Linked DNA regions of Bos taurus: region 1 is linked to region 2. The links are chromatin contacts, called in public Hi-C maps. All regions are on one chromosome and are shown on one strand. Each heading gives the region's core, a stretch centred on a gene start, on an enhancer-like site or on the middle of the called end of the contact. The rest is flanking DNA. Distances are from core to core; before and after follow the strand shown. Region 1 holds the start of SLC35C2 (solute carrier family 35 member C2). Region 2 holds the start of CD40 (CD40 molecule).

Evidence for each region. A called contact is a pair of places that touch in the nucleus more often than the background predicts.
Region 1: a contact with region 2 is called in a Hi-C map of skeletal muscle, with 3 times the contacts expected there. The contact joins the promoter of SLC35C2 here to the promoter of CD40 in region 2. A contact is called at or near these places in 2 of 11 Hi-C or Micro-C datasets (blastocyst and skeletal muscle).

Annotation. Positions count from the first base shown.
Region 1 is chr13:75,086,320-75,090,763 of ARS-UCD2.0, forward strand. SLC35C2 (solute carrier family 35 member C2) reads right to left here and starts at 2,799. Exons shown (of 9, transcript NM_001046174.1): 1 at 2,765-2,799; 2 at 63-415. The coding sequence starts at 182.
Region 2 is chr13:74,839,506-74,843,910 of ARS-UCD2.0, forward strand. CD40 (CD40 molecule) reads left to right here and starts at 2,913. Exons shown (of 9, transcript NM_001105611.2): 1 at 2,913-3,009. The coding sequence starts at 2,959.

The sequences.
Region 1 (4,444 bases), core at 1,549-4,048, 250 kb after region 2:
GCTGAAGCCCTGGCTGAAGCCAGGCTGCTAAATATTAGGGGGCGCCGCAGCCCCCCGTGTACCTTGGTCAGCCACTTGTTGTAGAAGGTGATGCCGATGGAGAAGCAGTAGTACAGCAGCACGAGCCCCAGGGTCAGCACCGCCCTCCACACGAAGGCCACGTCGGGGGCACACCTCCCCATCCGCAGACGCTGGCCGGCAGGGGCAGCAACCACCTCTCGGGAAGACGCCCCTCAGGAAGGGCCGGTCGGGCTGGGCCTGCGACTTTCAGCAAGCACGCCTCCTGGCTGCCGCTTCCATGATCTGGAATCGTCCAGGGAGCCCCAGGTGCCGTCCTCACCTTCGGGGCTGGTGGACCGAGCTGACCCTCTCCATGATCACGGTGGACGCGGCTCGCTGGACCCCAGAGCTGAGACTAGAAAGAGGAAAAGGGCCACGCCGGTTGGCTGGGGCAGGGAGCGGGTGACCCAACACGGCCACCCCGGCCCTGGCCTGCAGGGAGCAGGGGCTGCCCAGGCCACGGGACTCCCCACAACCTGTCACCTCCACTCTCCTGTCACCTCGAGCTCTTCTCCGTGAATTCGCACCAAAGTGACCTTTTAAAAATGCAAATGTGATCATGTCAGAGCAGCTGCAGCCCTTCAGCAGCTGCCAGGGCTCTTACAGCAAGACCAAGACCCTCCCCTGGCTAAGGAGGCCTGCCCGTCTCACCCAGGGCCTGCTTTTCCCTAGGCACATCAGGCTCTTCCCTGCTGCCACAGGGAGCCGAATGCTCTGCATGCCCTGCATTCCCTCCTCTGCGGTTCTACTGATCATCAGCTCGGATGGCTCTTCCTGGGGGAGCGCTGCCCCCACAGGCCCCGAGACATGGCTGCTCCCCCACTCCTCCGTCATCACACGTGTGCCAGGCCTGAGAGCCGGCTGTGTGCCCCATCATTGGGCGGTGAGCCTCAGGCACACAGGAGGCGTGGTGTTCATGACAGCTTATAGCTGCCTGGCACTCTGTGTTCCCTATGTGGTTCGATGAGAGAGGGCACGTAATTTTCAGGGGACAATCTGGTCTTCGAGGCATTGAAAATGAACCAGAAAACTAATGCCTCCTGTGCCTTAGCCTCTAACAACTACTTCCAAAGAGGCGATGCCTGCCTTCAAGTCTCAGCCAAAGAAAACCAATGAAACCAAGCCCTGCCGCCTTATCAATCCAGCCAAGTCTAATGAGCGTCCAGAGCTGGCAGGTTGGGGAGGGGGAAGACCAGGTGGACCCGGGTCAAGTGTGACCCACCTGCAGCCCCATCTGTGTGTCTCTCCTTCCCCACGCTCCTCTCTGCTGAAATGCCACCTCCTTCTGGAAGCCTTCCGATCTGACATATCTTACCTCCCCCACCCCCAGTCCTTTCCAAAAGGAAAGCACTCAGTTCTGTACTCTGGAGCCTGGCTTACTGTGTCCCCTGCCCCTTGTGGGAACTGGTGCAAGGCCCGAAGGACATCAGAGGCTGTGGTTCTCTTCGGGAAATTCTGGAAACCTGTGCTCCCCGCGTCAGACTCCTTCACGTGGCCAGAGTGGAGCATGTGGGCACCAAACCCACCTCTGACAGAACTCCAGGCCCACGCTCCTTCCTCTGTACCAAGGCTGCCCAACTGTGGCGTTAGTGCTATTTGGGGCTAGATAATCCTTGGCTGGGAGAAACCCTGTCTGTGCACGGGAGGATGTTTAGCTGCATCCCTGGTCGTTATGCACAAGAGGCCTGGAGCATCCCTTTCCCGCAAGTTGGGACGACCAATAATGTCTCCAGATGTTGCCAACTGTTAACGTGGGGCGGGGGCGGGGGGGCTGCTGGTACTAGGCGAGCTATCTCTTGGCACTCCCTCTCCATGGTTTGCCCTGGGCTCCCACATGAGGACGGTCAGCACCCTGCTGGGAATTGTCTTCTTACATCTTCTGGCTTCTGGAGTGGTTCCGGCTCCAACACTGCCATGTACGCGCTCCCTCCACTATTCAAATCCTGCCCTTCTTTCAAGGAGCCAGCCCAGGCCCGCCACCTTCGGGAAGTCCCCGTGAGGATCCCAGCCCACAGGGAGCACCTTTTCGAAAGTTAACGAGGCCCCTCACTGGTGTTCCTGCTTCCAATTCCTCCTACAGCCTGGAGGCAGCCATCCAGCCGCAGAGGTGGCCTGAGCACAGAAAGCAGACCAGGCCCTCATAGGGTTAATCCCAACTCCTCAGCAGACCCGAGGGGAAGGCCTCCCAGCCTCCGGCCTCTGCCAGCTTCTGCAACCTCATCTTCTCCTCCCCACCCCGCACCCGCCACGCTGGCCCCTGGCCATTTGTCCAACACATCAGGTCCGTGTCCTTCTTTGTATTCGCGGCCGCGGATCTTTGCTTGGCTGAACATCTCGGGGCCTGGGGCGGGGTAGGGGTGTGGGGAGCGGGGCCTCTAATCCTGGTGGCACCTCCCACTACCTGACGTTTCCTTGTTTGTCCACGTGTTTACCACCCACCCATGACTCCCACCCCACGGCGGGATGCGGCCTCTCCAAGTGCTGGGCCGGGTCAGCGCGATGCCCGCCTGGGTCCCGGCGCGGGGAAAGAGCGCGGAGGCCCAGGCCCCTCCACGATCGCGATACCGAGGCCCGGGAAGAGCAGGACCCCGATGGGCCCCGCGGCAGCGGCGCGCGGCGCCGAGCCTGGACCCCGCTTGCAGCCCCGCCCGGGTCCCCCTCCAACCCCGGGAGCGCGCGGAAGGCCCGCCGCGCGCCCACTCACCTCGCCCTGACGGCGCTGCAGGCCCGGATCCTCCTGCCGGAAATGCGAGGCCCACCGCCGCCGCTAGGGGGCGCTTCTGCCGGAAGCCGCTGGGGGTGGGGCCGGGGCTAGGGGCGGAGCGTGTCGGGGGCGGGGTCGTGTTGGGCGGGGCTGGGCGGTATCGGGGGCCGGTCCTCTCGTGCGGTCTGCGAAATCGCGTGCTGTGCGCCTTGGCTCCCCAGGGACCCGGCCTGAGCATTCCCCTTGGTTGTGTCTCCTGTGATCAACCGAGGTCCTGGTCAACCAAGGTGCGTGCGGAGAAGGCAATGGCACCCCACTCCAGTACTTTTGCCTAGAAAATCCCATGGGCGGAGGAGCCTGGTAGGCTGCAGTCCATGGGGTCGCTAGAGTCGGACACGACTGAGCGACTTCACTTTGACTTTTCACTTTCATGCACTGGAGAAGGAAATGGCAACCCACTCCAGTGTTCTTGCCTGGAGAATCCCAGGGACGGGGGAGGCTGGTGGGCTGCTGTCTATGGGGTCGCACAGAGTCGGACACGACTGAAGCGACTTAGCAGCAGCTGCAACCCAGTGCTGGGCAACCATGGAAACACTTGGATCTCTCCTGGGCTTTTTCCTATGGGAAAAAGCTAGCTAGGGAGTGATGTCGGAGGCATCAGGTTTCAGGACTTAGAAGATCCGTTCAGTTCAGTTCAGTTCAGTCACTCAGTCGTGTCCGACTCTTTGCAACCCCATGAATTGCAGCATGCCAGGCCTCCCTGTCCATCACCAACTCCTGGAGTTCACTCAGACTCACGTCCATCGAGTCAGTGATGCCATCCAGCCATCTCATCCTCTGTCGTCTCCTTTTCCTCCTGCCCCCAATCCCTCCCAGCCTCAGAGTCTTTTCCAATGAGTCAACTCTTCACATGAGGTGGCCAAAGTACTGGAGTTTCAGCTTTAGCATCACTCCTTCCAAAGAAATCCCAGGGCTGATCTACTTCAGAATGGACTGGTTGGATCTCCTTGCAGTCCAAGGGACTCTCAAGAGTCCTCTCCAACACCACAGTTCAAAAGCATCAATTCTTCGGTGCTCAGCCTTCTTCACAGTCCAACTCTCATATCCATACATGACCACTGGAAAAACCATAGCCTTGACTAGACGGACCTTGGTTGGCAAAGTAATGTCTCTGCTTTTGAATATGCTATCTAGGTTGGTCATAACTTCCCTTCCAAGGAGTAAATGTCTTTTAATTTCATGGCTGCAATCACCATCTACAGTGATTTTGGAGCCCCCCAAAATAAAGTCTGACACTGTTTCCACTGTTTCCCCATCTATTTCCCATGAAGTGATGGCACCAGATGCCATGATCTTCGTTTTCTGAATGTTGAGCTTTAAGCCAACTTTTTCACTCCCCTCTTTCACTTTAATTAAGAGGCTTTTTAGTTCCTCTTCAGTTTCTGCCATAAGGGTAGTGTCATCTGCATATCTGAGGTTATTGATATTTCTCCCGGCAACCTTGATTCCAGCTTGTGCTTCTTCCAGCTCAGCGTTTCTCATGATGTATTCTGCATGTTTTAAATAAGCAAGGTGACAATATACAGCCTTGACGTACTCCTTTTCCTATTTGGAACCAGTCTGTTGTTCCATGTCCAGTTCTAACTGTTGCTTCCTGATCTGCATATAGGTTTCTCAAGA
Region 2 (4,405 bases), core at 1,663-4,162:
CGGAGGCTACTATTTATTCTTTCACACATTAATTTAAGCTGCTTTAATTGCTGCTATGATATGTTTTATATAATATAATTAATGTTTAATCCTGTGTACTTGCTTCCCAAGGCAGTTTTGTGAAGGGCCCAATTTTAGAATCAAGCAAATAAAGAATAAGTAATGGCTTAAGTTATTATAGTAACGCCCCCCTCCACCGCCCCCCTAGGAATGAAAATGGTGCTTGTGTTTTTCAAAGTGGGTTAAAAAGGGAAAAGATATTTTAATGTTGTCTCTATCCCAGGCATGCTTGTGTGACTTTCATGAAATTCCTTGGTCTCTGATTTCAAGTGTTCTGGGACTACGGGTATCAACTTGAGGTCTGTGTTGAAACTACCAGCTTAGTACCTCCTTTCTGACGGAGACTGTGCTTAGAATAAGAAGTTATTGAACCTACTCACTTATTTATTCATTCAGCAAATGTGTTGGTGCCCAGGACTGGGACAGATTCAGTCCTGCCCTCAAAGAGCTCACCATCAAATGGGGCCAGGCATATGGGTTGAGAATTCAGCATATTAATGCTGTGGGAACATGGGAGCAGGGGCGAAGGTGGGGTGCAGTATCTACTTCTGTCTCAGGGAGTTAAGAGGAGGTTTATCTAAAGAGAAGGTAAAATTTAAACTCATTCGAGGAAGGAGAAGGAAGGAGGAAAACAGCAAGACAGAAGAAAAAAACGACTGTGCCTTTGGAAAGTGAGGAAAAGGCGAGGATGCTTGAAGCCAGCATGCATGGTAGGACACGGCAGGGTGTGAACGTGGGAAAAGAGGGTGGGGCTGAGTGGAGACTCAGCTGCACCAGGAGAAGGAGTTTGGACCATCCTCAGATGAGAGTCCCTTGTTCAGGAAGGAGATCAAACCAGTCAATACTAAATGAAATCAACCCTGAACATATATTGGAAGGATTGATGCTGAAGCTGAAGCTCCAATACTTTGGCCACTTGATGTGAAAAGCCGATGCTGGAAAAGACAAAGGAGGCAAAGGAGAAGGGGTGACAGAGGATGAGATGATCAGATAGTATCACCGACTTAATGGACATGAATTTGAGCAAACTCTGGAAGATAGTGGAGGACAGAGGAACCTGGTGTGCTACAGTCCATGGGGTTGCAGAGAGTTGGACAAGACTCAGTGACTGAACAACAACAACAGGGTCTCAGTTCAGTTCAGTCGCTCAGTCGTGTCCGACTCTTTTTGACCCCATGAATCGCAGCACGCCAGGCCTCCCTGTCCATCACCAACTCCCGGAGTTCACTCAGACTCACGTCCATCGAGTCAGTGATGCCATCCAGCCATCTCATCCTCTGTCGTCCCCTTCTCCTCCTGCCCCCAATCCCTTCCAGCATCAGAGTCTTTTCCAGTAAGTCAACTCTTCGCATGAGGTGGCCAAAGTACTGGAGTTTCAGCTTCAGCAACATTCCTTCCAAAGAAATCCCAGGGCTGATCTCCTTCAGAATGGACTGGTTGGATCTCCTTGCAGTCCAAGGGACTCTCAAGAGTCTTCTCCAAGGGTACAGAGCAGCGCAAAAAGGTTTTTAAGCAGTGAAGTGCCCCCATCAGACCAGATCCTACAAACAGAATTGCAACAATGTGCACAGTGAGAGAGAGATAGGGCTCAGAATTACCTGGAACATAGCAGAGACTCAACAAATACTTAACTGTATGAGTGAGGCTGTTGTGACAGTCCAGGTGAAAGATGCCGAGCCTCTGAATTAAAGTTGTGGCAGAGGGGATAGAAGAGAGGGAATGGATCCTGAAGGTAGAATCTACAGGTCTGCAAATGTGCCCTTTGCAGCAGAAGCCAGGAGAATGGGGTTAGCAGCTCTCTCCCGTCCTCTCTGCTCTGTGCAGTTTGGCCTTTTGACCCTGCCCAGAAACTCAGAGCTTGGAGAGTCATCACCCCAAACACCCTCTAGTTCAAGCTCCTTAGGTTTCACTGAAGCACACCGAGGCTCAAGGACACCCAGCCCATCAGAAGCAGAGCCTAGGCCAGAACCCAGGTGTTCCCTGCTGCAGAGCAGAGTGTTAATACTGGTTCAGGAAAGGCTTGGAGGGTCTGAACTGGGGAAATAATCGCTACAAGGACGTGTGCTTCTGCAGAACTAGGGGGTCTCCAGTCTCCTAAGATTCTCAAGGGGTCCTGCGAGCCCACGAAAGACTGGTCTAGTCTAAGTGCCTGTTTTCACGTAGCGGAAAGGAACTGGAATGGAATAGAGTCTGGTGGGGACTGCACGCATGGATGGATGGATGGGATGGGGGAGGGGGCGCGCTGGGACGCAGCGCCCACGCGAGGGAATTTCCTTTGAAAGAGAGCGAAACTGTACGTTGGGAAACTCTTTTCCTTGAAAGGCCCCCCTCCCCCAACCCTCCTTCCACTACCCAGCCGTGGCCTTCCCGTTTTCTGGGAACTTCCTTAGGCCTCTCCATCCGCGGCGTTCGACACTTTCGGTTCCGCCGGGATTGCCGGAGGCGGCGGGGAAGAACGGGGCAGGGTGGGGGAGTCTTCTCAACACCCATAGGGATCTCTTTCCACTCCCTTCGCCTCTCTCCCAACTCCTCATCCCCATCCCCAGAAAGCGGCTGCCTCCCTCCTGCTCGGCCTTTGTAGTCCTAGGGTGCGCGGGGGGGTGGGGGGGTCCCATGAAGAGCTCTCCTTGGAACCACGCTTTCCCCTCTTCTCCCCGCTTCCTTCCCCAAAGCGCGTCCCTAAACTCCTTGGGGAATTAGACTCCCCGGGAATGTCCTGGGGGAAATCCCAGGGAGGTGTGTCTCCGGGAGCTCCGCCCCTCCGCTAGCGAGGCTGGCTGCGATTGGTCCCCGAAGACCCCGCTTCTTTCCTGGGCGGGCTCCCGGGCCAGGACAGGGGAACTGGAAGCGGCCAAGTCCCGGCGCGCTCTCCTCCGGCCGCCGGGTTCTCACCTCGCCATGGTTCGTTTGCCACTGCAGTGTCTCTTCTGGGGCTTCTTTCTGACCGCCGTAAGTTGAAATTCCGTTCCGACCAGAGGCGGGAATTTGAGATTAGAGAGTAGGGAATGGGAAGAGAAGCGATACTTCGGGCAGGGAACCTTCTGAGCTGATTTTGGGAAGCTGGGTAGGGTACCCGGGGTCATGGCTGAATGAGATGGACTGTTTCTCTCTCCTCCCGGGCAGGGGTGGGGGTCCAGGTGGCCCACAGAGGGCGCCTAGTGGGGTCGCCGCAGGAAACGCCTAGGCAGCGCAGATGAGGTTGGGGGTTTCGGCAGCCTTAAGCCTTTATCTGGTCAAAAAACTGTAGAGTCTGGGTCTGCCTCGAAGGCTGGCCCCAAAGAGACGGTGAGGGGTTTCAGAAGTGAGAAGGGAGGCCAGCCAAGGGAAGGGGCGGGTCTAGCCGGTTTCCTGTCTCTTTCCCAATGTGGATAGATGCCAGCCTCTGTGAGTGGTTATCACCTCCTTGCCAGCTGGGGTGGCCTTCTTCCAGGACATCTTGCGGGAGCAAGGGATGAGGGCAGTGGCCCAGGTGCTTCTCTGAGAAGGCAAGGAGCTTTTAACGTTCCCACTCCAGAACCAAATCCTGGTGATCCTCCCCAACCCCCAACATAGGAGGAATACCCAAGGCTGTGTCCCTGCCTCCTGAATTTAAGATGACATAGGGGACTCTCGGGGGAACTGAACAGTTCATGGGACCATGAAAGGGCTGGGAGACCAGCAGGGGTTTCTCCAGGTACCCCAGAAGGGCTCAGATATGCCCAACCAAGCATATCTCCGGGATTTTCAGAGTTCCACACTTGACTCGCTTCTAGTTTAAATGTATTTTTGTAGTTCCTCATTCTGGAGGCTGGGAATCCCCCAAGTACCTGACACTGTCATCCCCACCCCTCTGGTCTCCCCCTAAATTTCAAGGGCTGTACTTTCTGGCATGAAGGCAGGGCAGGAATGACCCATGAAGTAGGGGGTCGGCAGCAAGGGGAGAGATGCTGTGGGGAAGCTGCTCTGGCCCCAGCACTTTCATTTTCACTGTAAGCAATGGCTCTTAGGGAGTAAGGAGGCAGGAAGGGGGCTCTTGGAGGAGAAGTGGAGGAAAAGCCAGTGGGGATAGGGTGAAAGGTGGTCTGAGCTTCTCAAGAGCAAAGTCCCAGTTTTAGCTCCAGGTGGAGACTAGGCTGTGACAACAATATCTGAGGTTATTTACTGAGAGTTTCCTGTGTGTCAGGCTCTGAGCCAAATACTTTACATGCATTCTTGGTCTGATTTCTTCCAACTCCCCCATTATACAGATGAGCAAACTGAGGCTCAGAGAGAGAAAATGGCTTGCCGCAATCCACTTAGCTAGATGGAACCTGCTGATAAATGTACATCTGCCTGATTTCTGAGCCAGCCTCTCAGATGGTGAGAG